Linked DNA regions of Sus scrofa: regions 2 and 3 are each linked to region 1. A link is a contact called in public Hi-C data. All regions are on one chromosome and are shown on one strand. The core of a region is the stretch at or near the end of the contact, and the rest is flanking DNA. Distances in the headings are between cores, read along the strand shown.

Evidence for each region. Hi-C and Micro-C count contacts between places; a contact is called where the count stands out from the background.
Region 2: a contact with region 1 is called in a Hi-C map of retroperitoneal adipose tissue, with 2.1 times the contacts expected there. The contact joins two enhancer-like sites. A contact is called at or near these places in 1 of 5 promoter capture datasets (liver), 11 of 47 Hi-C or Micro-C datasets (alveolar macrophages, blood, embryonic fibroblasts and 4 more) and 2 of 2 datasets of contacts at active chromatin or transcription factors (alveolar macrophages and skeletal muscle).
Region 3: a Hi-C map of retroperitoneal adipose tissue shows a contact between it and region 1, with 5 times the contacts expected there. The contact joins the promoter of HERC6 here to the enhancer-like site in region 1. A contact is called at or near these places in 5 of 5 promoter capture datasets (fetal liver, fetal skeletal muscle, liver and 1 more), 31 of 47 Hi-C or Micro-C datasets (adipose tissue, alveolar macrophages, blood and 15 more) and 2 of 2 datasets of contacts at active chromatin or transcription factors (alveolar macrophages and skeletal muscle).

The regions. Positions count from the first base shown.
Region 1 is chr8:130,804,700-130,808,698 of Sscrofa11.1, forward strand. No RefSeq gene overlaps it. Among named protein-coding and RNA genes, the nearest start is that of ABCG2, 47 kb to the right of the region's middle. Within about 2 kb of position 2,077, at least 13 of the 83 cell types and tissues checked have an H3K27ac peak or open chromatin away from gene starts, as enhancers often do. A contact at or near this core is called in adipose tissue, alveolar macrophages, retroperitoneal adipose tissue and 1 more, where this site is marked.
Region 2 is chr8:131,035,266-131,039,264 of Sscrofa11.1, forward strand. It overlaps PKD2 (polycystin 2, transient receptor potential cation channel), which reads right to left. Exons shown (of 15, transcript NM_001245979.1): 3 at 3,775-3,908; 4 at 1,801-2,051. Among named protein-coding and RNA genes, the nearest start is that of PKD2, 22 kb to the right of the region's middle. Within about 2 kb of position 1,781, at least 2 of the 83 cell types and tissues checked have an H3K27ac peak or open chromatin away from gene starts, as enhancers often do. A contact at or near this core is called in retroperitoneal adipose tissue, where this site is marked.
Region 3 is chr8:130,663,753-130,667,751 of Sscrofa11.1, forward strand. HERC6 (probable E3 ubiquitin-protein ligase HERC6) reads right to left here and starts at 1,839. Exons shown (of 22, transcript XM_021100765.1): 1 at 1,018-1,839. The coding sequence starts at 1,216.

The DNA of each region.
Region 1 (3,999 bases), core at 827-3,326:
TTACCTCTGAGGCACAGCGGGAACTCCGGGTTTGCTAACATTTTGCTGAGAATTTTTATATCCCTATTCATCAGGGATATTAGCCTTTAATTTTCTCCTTTTGTGGCGTCTTTTCTTTTGCTGTCAGGGTGGTGGGCTCAAGATGAGTTAGGAAGTCTTGCCTTCTCTTCAGTTTGGGGAATATTTTGAAAAAGATAGGTATTAAATCTTCTTTGAATGTTTGATAGAATTAATCTGCCACCTGGCCCTGGACTTTTGTCGTGGGGAGCTTTTTAAGTACTGTCCCGGTCTCTGTACTAGGGATTTGTCTGCGCCTTCATTGTCGCTTCTTGTTGCTCCGGGGTGATTGCTGCCTTGCTTCTGCCGGAGCCATTGTTCCTCGGATGGTGGGCTCTTTCCTTGCGTCCAGGATCCCTGAGACACAGGCTTTGCAGTGGGGGGAGGGGAACAGTGTAGGGGGAGCCAGGGTCCCACAGGCATCTCTGCCATGTGTGGTATAAGGTTTGGGGGCTCTGCCACCGCGGATGGAGGTGGGTCTTGGGAGCTTCAGCAGCTAGAGAAACAGGGTCACAGGTACCACTGTCACTGCTGCCCAGTTACCTGTGGCCATGGGTACCAGTGCTGTTGGGAGGCTGGAGTCACATGTGTCAGGTCCTGTCCTGCTACTCAGTTCTCTGAAGCTGTGGGCTCTGCTGCCACAATCAGAAGACGGGATTGCAGGCATGACCCTTCTGTTCCCTCAGTTATGCCTCTGTTTCCAGCCTACTCAGCTTTAGGTGTGCAAATATGTGGCATCCTCTGGTGTCCTGTTGTGTTGGGCAGAGGCACCTTTGTTGAGTCGTGGGTGTTTTATTGGTTGTAGATTGAAGGGAAGAGACAAATGTTGTTTTTCACTCTACCATGTTTCTGATGTCACTCCTACTTCTCTTTTCTTAGTTAAACAGGAAATAAGGTTACCAGCTGAGAATGACTATAGGTGAGGAGACAGAAGAAACCAGGACTTGTTGAAATAGGAAAATAGAGAAGTGAATGGGCTAGGGAAACATAGTGTGAGCTGCGAGGCACCGCTTGGGCTCCCAGCATTAAGATTTGAGATCATGGACTTCCCGTCATGGCTCAGTGGTTAACAAACCTGACTAGCATCCATGAGGTCACAGGTTTGACCCCTGGCCTTGCTCAGTGGGTTCAGGATCCAGCATTACTGTGAGCCGTGGTGTAGATTGCAGATGTGGCTTGGATCCCACATTGCTGTGGCTGTGATCTAGGCTGGTAGCTGTAGCTCCGATTCGACCCCTAGCCTGGGAACCTCCACATGCCTCGAATGTGGCCCTAAAACACACACACACACAAAAAAGATTTCTGATCATGAATTTAAAAAATCAGATATCTGATTTTTTACCATAATTGTTTTTATGTGTTTTTCTCCACCCACATTCAGCTGCAAGGATGTAGGCGCAGAGTAGGGGAGATTTGAATTTAACTAGAGATTCTGGTTTTGCCCAGCAAGTGGCAATGCAGAAGAGGGGCAAGGGAGTTGAAAGTGTTTGCAAGGGTGTTAGCATAAGAAATGATCATGGAATTTCAGCTGATATGGAGATGAAAGGAAGCAGTAGGGGACAGGGCATAGTGAACTATTAGTCAAGGTAATGGTTATAGGGCTTTGGGGCGGGGGTTGTGGGAGTTGGATTCCCAGAGGTAGCGAGGTGGAAAGATGGGAAAAGGGGGTCAGAGAGCAAGGTCCATGAGATGAGATGGGTGATGACAGCGTCTGTGGCATGAGCTGGGAGGGCATAGCTGAGGCAGAGCGAAGAACAGGAAGATCAGAGGGGAGAAGTTCAAGGTTGGCAGAAGCCAGTGGGCTGGAAAAATAACCTGTGTGTATAGTGAACTCACAAGAAGTGAGACGGGGGAGAGTTAGAGAGAGTGACAGTGTGCCAGCTACTGATAAACGGGAGAAGAGGTCCTGGAGTCCGCAGAAAGCAGCACCCATGAAGAGCAGTCGGCGATCCAGTCTGATGCCACGCGGAGATGAGGAGGCCAGTTGGTAGATGATCCACTTGGGATGTTCGCATCTTGCGGCGGTTTCTTCTCTCAGAATAAGCGACGTGAAATTCCCCAGTGGAACCTGAAGGAAGACTCTTGTTTCTAGAATGGCTTTTCGTACTCTCGTCACAAGAGGGCACCAGCCTCTGGCAAAGGATTGTTTCTGTTTTTCATCTCAAGCGGGGGCAACCGTCTTTACTTCGGAGGATGAGAGGAGCACAATTAAAAGATACTTGGAGCAATACGTTTAAGCTGGGCTCTTCCTCTGCAAACCGGGACACGAGCTCACACGCTGCCTGGCACAATAGAGCACAGCCAGGTTAATTATGATCTAGCTCTACGCCAAAGGCTCTCATTCCCTCAAATCATGACACAGAGTAGAAGGAGAAGTGACCCAGCTGGCTTTTATCTTGGAGATCAAGAAGGACTTTCTCCTCCACCCAGTTCCCTAGTGATTTGTATTGTCTATCCTGTTTTTCCCCTCAGTGCAATCCTGGTTTGACTATATCCTCAAGAGAATTGCTTTATTCCTCAGAATAAGTAATATGTCTTGGTCATTTGAAAGTGGTCTAATACTGTTCTTTGAATTCCCATAGTTCTTTTCTGCCTCTTTTATCTTCTATATTATGTGATAATTATTCCTATGCTTGTTTTATTTCTTCTTTTAGACATGATTTACACGCTGAGGAGATTAAAATACAGATAGTAAAGATGGCTGTTTTTTTTGGCGGGGGTGGGGAGTTCCTGTTGTGCCTCAGCAGGTTAGGAACCTGACCTGGTGTCCATGAGGAGCTGTGTCTGATCCCCCTCCTCACTAAGTGAGTTAAGGATCTGACGTTGCCTTGAGCTGTGATGCAGGTTGCAGATGCAGCTCAGATCTGGCGTTGCTGTGGCTGTGGCGTAGGGTGGCAGCTGCAACTGTGATTTGACCCCTAGCCTGGGAACTTCCATATGCCACAGAGGCAGGCCCCCGCTCCCCCCCCCCCCCCCCGCAAAAAAAGAAAGAAAACGGCTATTTTTTTTTCTTCTTCTAGTTTTATTGAGATATTACTGACATCTAGCACTGTATGTCTGAGGTTTACAGCATAGTGGTTTGATTTACATACATCATGAAGTGTTATGACAAAAAGTTTATCATCTCAAATGGGTACAAGATTCAGGAGTCATCTTATTATCATAAGCTCGAGTATGGTTGAAAGGGGATGGTTGTAAATAACAAAAGATGCTCCTGTCACTCAAGACATTACAAGAGTTTTAGAAGCTGTGTCAGGAACCGAGGACAAAGACCAAATATATATTTCTTACTGTATTTCACATGTCACTCTTGAAAACAGACCATCAGCTTCTAGGCACCTGGAGAATCTGAGGATGGGGGTTGGTTGCCTGAGAAACCAACCATATGATTGGAAGGTTGAACTTTCAGCCTCACCCCCCAACCTCCAGGGAGGGGAGAGGACTAGAAGTTGGGTTCATCAGCAGTGACCAAATATATAATCAATCATGCCTTACATAATGGAACCTCCATAAAACCCTCTAAATGATGGAGTTCAGAGAGTTTCAGGGTTGAACACGTCAGGGTGCTGAGAGGGTGGTGTCCCCAGAGAGGGCATGGAATTCCAAGCCACTTCTTCCATCCTGGCCCTATGTATCTCTTCTATTTGGCTGTACTTGAGTTGTATTCTTTATATTATTATTATTATTATTTTTGTCTTTTTGCCATTTCTAGGGCTGCTTCCCGCAGCATATGGAGGTTCCCAGGCTAGGAGTCGAATCGGAGCTGTAGTCACTGGCCTACGCCAGAGCCACAGCAACACGGGATCTGAGCCTTGTCCGCCACCTACACCACAGCTCACAGCAACACTGGATCCTTAACCCACTGAGCAAGGCCAGGGATTGAACCCCCAACCTCATGGTTCTTAGTCGGATTCGTTAACCACTGAGCCACGACGGGAACTC
Region 2 (3,999 bases), core at 531-3,030, 230 kb after region 1:
CCCTCCCCCCCGCAAAAAAGAAAGACAAGACAGGGATCTGATGGAATCAGGGCACAAAAGAGAAGGAGGAGGTGGCAGAATTAAGAGAACTCCAAGTTCAGGGTCACTCATCAGAGACAAAAGCACAAGCAATCGACAGCTGCATCCTGCAGAGAGGCTGAGGAGGAGGAGGCTGGGAAGGCCGATCATTCCTCGGATCAGCAAACTGAACAAAACTGCTGGCAGCTTCCAAGAGAGATGTCGACAGCCAGGGCTTAAGCTTGAAGGGGTGAATTGACGGTAGGGCGGTGGCCAGTGAAGACTATGCTTTGAGAGGTCTGGGGTTGAAGGGAAGGCGAAATGGGAGTACCTCAGAGCCTGGCAAGACCAGGGATGCTTTAGATACACACTGGAAGAATCCCTTTTGCAGCCCAGCCTGCAGAAGGAATCACTTACTCACTGTGCATCCAACAGATAGTGGATGTTCCAGGCATTGTTCGAAGCCTCAGAAATACAGCAGTGAACAAAGCAGGGTCCCCGCCCTCGAGAATCCTGAATTCTGATGGGAAGCGGAGGGCAGAAGCAGCCACCCCAGCGACATAATTCATATGGAAGAAGTAACATAGAAGAAATAGGGGTTTTGGAGTCAGGCGGGTTACATCCCAGCCTGGTTCGCTTTTCTAGCAGTGACACTTTGGGTAAGTGAGCCTCTGTTTTTCATCTATAACACGGAGCTGAGATCCCTTTCACAGTTGTTTTATGAAAAGTAGAGGAGATTCAGTTCTTAAATAGCATCCGGCAGGGCGCAGAGGCTGCATAAATCTCTTTTTGGTGACACGCTAAGAGATAAGCGCAAGCTACTGCTTTGCTGAAACTAGAAAAAGGAGCACAAGAGACCAAAATCACTATCATGACCTGGAAAAAACGTCTTTTGAGACTCAGCTTCTTTACTCTAAACCTTCTGATGTTTACGAAGTTTGTTTCTTATAGGGCTGCGTACTAAAAAGGGTGTGTCCTGGATGGCAGGCAAAGAATCTGAATCAGAAAAAGGGTTTGCCCCCCACCGTGTGTTCACCAATCTGGATTCCCATGTCTCAGTTCCCGAGAAAGGGATCTAGAGGTGAAAGAACTGGCTCAGCCAAGCTTAAAAGACAGTTCTAACCACAGTGACTCCTTCGGGACAGGTGCCTGAAAGGTCCTCCTTGGGACAGCCTGAGAGATGGTCTCATTTTTTTATAATAACTATAGTCACTCCAGAAATAATGACTGTCTTCCTTCACACACAAGATGTTTTAAGTATGGTTACCAAAGAGCAGCCCAAATGCCTGCCAACACGCACAATGCAGATGCGCGCTCAAAAATCACAAACACACGTCTGAGGACAGACGTTAAACCAGACAGTGACGCCTGCCTCACACGCTTACCATACACTTTAAATAACTGGACTCTGAACACAAAATTTCTTTCTAAGCGCCGATAAAAAAGAATTTCTGTCCCAGAAACTTTTCCAGTGACAACCTAGCGAACCATGTGACTGCATCTATAGAAACAGGATGGAGGCCTCGTAAACCTTCAAACCTTCGAAAGCTCAAGAAGCTTCTTTCCTACGGGTCACAGAGGCAATGATTTAGCCTTTTGCAAAATACGTACGCAGAAGCTGAAAGGGGGTAGACGGTGTAGAAAACCTGGGACACTGACGTTTGGCCAGAGCCTTAACAATAAGCACTGGCAGCATCTCCTCCCTGGGGAAGGGGCTGGAGAATGAAAGGTCGGAGCATCTCTGAGAGGCCAGGGCCCGCGGCCAGAGCCACCGACACTTACGCGGTTCCATTTCTTGGACCAAATGGAGCCCTGTCCTCACTGCTGACGGAGTAGACGTCGTAGCACTCTTTAATCTCATCTCTCAAGTCCTGGGGGATGGAACAGGATCCATTTCTGACTCTCAGCTGCCGTATACGAGGAACCCCTAACAGAAGGTTCTCGTAGTAGATGAAGCTTCGGTTATGGGCTTCCGTTCCGTTGCTGGGCTGTGTCTTCCAGTAGAGCCCGTCCAACAAGGCGCCTTCTGCGAACTAAAAGCAAAGGAAACATTTTTGAGAGGCTCCCAGCTCAGAGGCCGCCTTGCTCCTTCCTGGAAGGTCTGTGTCACCAAGAGCTCAGCAACTGCGTGAACCTGGTAGCATGACAAGGGTGGGTCTTGCTGTCAGAGGTGTGGGTGGATCCTGCCCCGTCATTGTCTTGGTAGCTGGGAGGCCCTGAGCATCTGCAGTGTCTATCCTTTGTAGGGTTGTTACTCCTGACACAGTGTGGGGGCTTCATAAATGGTAACTCTGATTTTCAGTCTGGTTCTAAAGGCTGGGGAGAGGGTGCCGTTTGCATAAATCCATAACCATGATCAATTTCACCTTCCCTCATTAAAACAGCAGCCCTCACAGTCATGGCTCGCGACCATTAGAGAAGAAAAGACTATATAGTTTTGATGACCCATCTGCTATCTGGTGGATTTGTGTGTGTGTGTGTGTGTGTGTGGTCTTTTTAGGGCTGCATCTGTGGCACATGGAAGTTCCCAGGCTAGAGGATGAATCGGAACTGCAGCTGCCGGCCTATGCCAGAGCAACACCGGATCCGAGATGCGCCCGCCACCTACACCACAGCTCACCGCAAAGCCAGAGCCTTAACTCCCTGAGTGAAGCCAGAGATGGAACCTACATCCTCATGGATTGCTGGTCAAATTCGTTTCTGCTGCGCCTCAACAGGAACTCCTGCTGGATCTTTCCACTGTCTGGACTATTTTTTCCCACGGTGAATGCTCTATCCCCTCTGCCCCTCCATTTACACAGCGTGGCACGCTATCACGGAGCCGTGTGGGTGGGAGAAGTCTCTCCTTCATTGGTCTAAGGGGGAAAACAGACCCAGCTGTTTCTCAGCGCTTCATCCTGATGAGATGATCAATAGTGATCTGTCCCCTTGGGGTGGGAAAAATTCATATTCTGCAAGTGTGGTTTTGGATGCCAAGTATTTTCAGGCATTCGTTGGTATATTGAGGTTCTTGTAATCCAGTTCCTCGGACTTTAAAAACAACAGCTCTGACCTCAGGGTTTAATAAAAATTTCAGAAGGAATTTCCCCAGGAAGAAGCAATCATTTCCAGCTTCTCTCCCCATTTTTTTAGATTCTGAGCCTATCTCCCCGATCAGCTGAATATTTCTCCTATGGTATCTCTCACTGCCGTTTCTCTATTATTCTGTTGGCATTTGTGACAATTTGGAAAGGGACTGGGCTGAATTTTACATTAGAGGTCTTTGAAAGAATGTGCCTGCCTTGCATCAGGTACTGCTCTTGGGTACATGCCACCATCAACAAAGAGACAGAAACAAAGCAAGACAAAACAACCATATTCTGCCCTCATGGACCTTACATCCTAGGAGTTACGTGACAAACATTTATTGGGCCATGAGTGACTGAATGCAGGATAAACTAGGGTGAGGGCGTATCTGTCAGGCTAAAAGTCCATTTTCCTTATTCTTTAGGCATGGTAGGCACTCTGCATCTTAACTTCTTCATTTACAACCTGGGGCAGAATATTGGTACTCACCTGATTAAGTGACAGTGGAGGTTAAATAAGGTAAGCTATGAAACAAAGCACCTGCCGGGTTCTCGCTGGAAGCACCAACAACTCACCAGAGCATCTGCCCCCATGTTAAGTGAGTAGAACCAGGACCTGGAGATACCGCTGAACTGAATTTACAAAGGCCAATGAACAAGTTTCAGGGATACAGAAGTCACTTGCAAATACCTTCCAGAAGTCTTCCACTGAAGAAAGCGTTTTAAAGTTGGTTTTCTCCGTTCTGGACACGGGGGTGTCCAGGAAGAGCTGCGACATGATCCGGGTGTAGTAGTACACACTGGAGCTCATCATCCCGTAGGTCACTGGAAGACAGAAGGAGCCGGGCGAGCTCGCAAGGGACCCTGCACCCCCGCTCACCATCCCGGCGGATGCTCCCGCTTCCTGCACCCTTCT
Region 3 (3,999 bases), core at 589-3,088, 140 kb before region 1:
TAGACCCCTAGCCTGGGAACCTCCATATGCCAAGAGAACGGCCCTAGAAAGGGCAAAAAGACCAAAAAAAAAAAAAAAAAGGTAAATATGTTCATGATATTATGTTTCGTGAAAAAGCAACTTACAGTTATATAAGCTCTGCATATATAAAACTGTATAATGACAAGATTTTATAAAAATCAAAAATATAATAAAAAAGGGCAAAATAGAAATGCATCAAAATATTAGGAGTTGTCTTCTGGTGTTAGAATTATTAGTGATTTCTCTTTTTGTTGTTGTTGTTAGTGATTTCTCTTTTTGTTTGTTGTTGTTGTTTGTTTGTTTTTGCTTTTCAGGGCCGCACCTTCTGCATATGGAAGTTCCCAGGCTAGGGGTTGAATCAGAGCTGCAACTGCCAGCCTACACCACAGCCACAGCAATGCAGGATCCCAGCAGCGTCTGCAGCCTACACCACACATCACTGGCAACTCCAGATGCTTAGTCCACTAAGTGATGGAACCTGCATCCTCTTGGATCCTAGTGGGGGGGTTGTAACCACTGAGCCGGGACGGGAACTGCAATGATTAGCGATTTCTTTCCCTATTTTTCTACAATGATAGTAAAATCGCTACCACATATATTTACATAATACATATGTTAACTACTATTAGGTACATTAATTTTAGGGAAAAAAGAGGCCCTACAGTAATTCTGAGGGAGTTACAGGTGCCCAAAGCACAAAGCACGTTTGGAAAGTTACTCTGTTCAGATAGATTCGCGCAGGTAAGGACTGGTCTCGAAAGGCAACTTTGCTCAGAGGCAGGCAGTCCAATTTAGTTTGGCTTTCAGTTTCCTTTTGAAAATAAAACTACTAGAAACCGAAACAAACCCGAGGCTCCTCGGGAAAACGAAACTGGTGAGTTGCGCTCTGGCTGCGCGGAGCACCGTTCTCCCGGCTCCTATGGCCAGGCGGACCCAAGGCTCCCAGCCCCGCCACCTGCCTGACCCCGCGCCCCGCACCTGCGTCCCGGCGCTCACCTGGTCGCTCCCCGCGCTGCACGCCCTTCCGGCCCAGCTGGCCGTGGCTGTTGTCCCCGCACGACTGGACCGCGCCGTTGCTCAGCAGCAGCAGAGAGTGCCGCTCCCCGCTGGCCGCCTGCAGCAGCGCGTCGCCTCCCGGGCCCGCCGGCCCCGGGTTCTGCGACCTGGGGCGGTCCCCGCTCCAGCAGAAATACATCGCGCTCCCGCACACAGCCGCCTGCCCGAGTCCTTGCGCTCCTGCCCGCTCGGCCAGCAAGTCAGACGGATGTGCGCTGACTTTCCGGAAAACACCAGGCTAAGTGAACCGCGCCCTTGCTGAAAGCGCGCTGGGGTCCAGCTCGCTCCCCGCCCTCTGTCCCCAGCACTGCCCCGGCACTCGTCATCCCGACGCCTCCCCACGAACCGCTTTCGGAATCAAACGTAAGCCGGCAAGTGCTAAGGAGCAGAGGGACCCCAAAAGAAAAGCGTCTGGATTTGCATCCTAGCTAAGCCGTTTACAAGCTGTGCGACTCTGAGCAAGATACTTAACGATTCTGTGCCTCCGCTACCATGCCAATGAAATGTGGACAGTAATACAGCAAATCTAACATAATTTAATAGATAATATTGTGTTGGAATAATGCCTAGAGTACTTAGTAAAAGCATCAGCATGCCTCTTCTAGACTGTTTTTGGCACTGAAAGTGCAAAATCCTCGTGATGCTTGTATTCATTCTCCTGTTTACATGCAAATAAACAGTAAAATGTCAAGTGGCCACATGAAGAAAAATAAAACAGTAAAGGAACAGAGGATAGGGACAGAAAGAATTAGCGTTTTTGATAAGATATCAGGGAAGGGCTCTCTGATGAAGTGACATTTGAGCAGAGAGCCAAGGGCCTGGGAAAGGAAATGAGTGAAATGAGTCATGTTCATATCTGGGATGAAGGGTGAAGTGGAGCATTTGGAGACTTTTGAGCAGAGAAGTGATATGATCTTTAACTTTAAAAGAATTACTCTGGGAGTTGCCGTCATGGCTCAGCAGTTAGCGAACAGACTAGCATCCATGAGGACGCAGGTTCAATCCCTGGCCCCACTCAGTGGGTTAAGGATCCGGTGTGGCCGTGAATTGCGGTGTAGGTCACAGACACTGCTCAGATCTGGCGTGGCTGCGGCTGTGGCTGTGGCACAGGCCGGTGGCTACAGCTCTGATTCGACCCCTAGCCTGGGAACCTCCCTATGCCGCAGGTGCAGCCCTAAAGAGCAATAAATAAATAAGTAAGTAAATAAATAAATAAATTTATTTTAAAAAATCACCTGGAGAACAAAACTGTAAATGTAATGTGCAGTTTCTGTCCCCAGTACTAAGTACAGTGTGTGCCACAGTAAAAGAACTCAAATGTCAGCGAGATAGTGAATAAAGAAATAGAGAAAATTCTAGAAAAAGTAGAATTCTCAGTTGACTGTGTTCACGCACTTGGAAACCGTAGCTCCCATCTATAATCATGTTTACCATGGGTTGACTAATTTATATAAAATATCTAATTTGATTCTTTCAAGGGGTTTTCTCAGTTAAGGTTCTGTGGGTTGCGAGTGACGGAAAACATGACCTAAGTTCGCCTAAGCAAAAGGGAAATTTACTGGTAGATTGTATTGTTATTATTCAAAAATATTTGCTGTCCTCTCCACCCTGTGGCGTCAAGTTGGAGCATGTGAATTTGCTCTGGCCAATGGCATGCAAGCAGGAAATGTCTTCCAGGCAGACCATTTAAGAGCCAGTACTTGGCAGACACTGTAAGTCGACTATGGTGGAAAAAATAAAAATCATTTTCAAAAGGGCCAGTTCTTATTTTCCCTACTCTCTTTTTTCCTCCATGACAATAATTGGTGATTTTCTAGATAGAGATTGTTCCATCATTCTGGGTCCCAGGTCAAAACAAAAAAAAAACAAACAAGCTTCAACAGGGTTGCAGCTAATCGATGTACTATAAATGAGAGAGAAATCTTTGTTCTTATAAGCCCCTGAGCTTTTGGGGGGTGTTCCTTAGCCTCTTCTGACGGTCACATAACGGAGACGCCTGTCGGCACGGCTGATTTCAGGAAGTGCTGTCAACAAGGACTGTCAACACAGTTCTGATCGTGTCACTTAACTTTTTGCAGGGTGGTCGGCCTAATGGTATGGAATGATAAACGCAAAATCTTCTGTGTGTAATTTAAGGCCCTCTGTGATTCGCTGGTAACTGCAATTTCATTCATTCATTCTCTCTCTCCCTTTCTCTCTGTCTCTGTCTCTGTCTCTGTCTCTCTCTCTCTCTCACACACACACACACACACACACACACAGTTTACTGTCACAATGAACAGCTCGCCTTTTCCTACTTGATTTTTTCCAAATCCACGCCTTTGTTCATTCTGTATCATTCCGAGAAGAGGGTTTTCTTCTCGCCTTTTCTGTTTATGAAACGATGTGTGTCTCAAATGCCCCATCTCTGTGAAGTGCTTCGTGGACTCCACAACATCCAGGACGGCTTTCTGGGCAACGGACGATGACCTCCGAAGCCACGCTCCCCCCGACGTGACACTGCTCTCACTCCGTACCGCTCTGCTGTGTCACCATGGCCCAGCCAGCCTGTGCAGCCACACCAAATCCTAGCGACGGGTCTGTTACACAAAACAGCGCGTGGCCCTTCGTAAATACCCAATAACTATTAGATGAATTAATTAGGTAAAGCTTGCAGTTAATTTTTTAAAATATTTACCAAATATCCACGAGGGGTATAACAAGGAACAAAGAAAATATAATTATTATCTACATTAGTATTTATTTTATTTATTTTGTCTTTTTGCCAAAATGATTCTACATTTTGACACTCCTGTGGCATATGGAGGTTCCCAGGCCAGGGGTCTAATCGGAGCTGTCACTGCCTGCCTACACCACAGCCACACCAACGCCAACGCCACATCCAAGCCACGTCTGCGACCTACACCACAGCTCACGGCAACA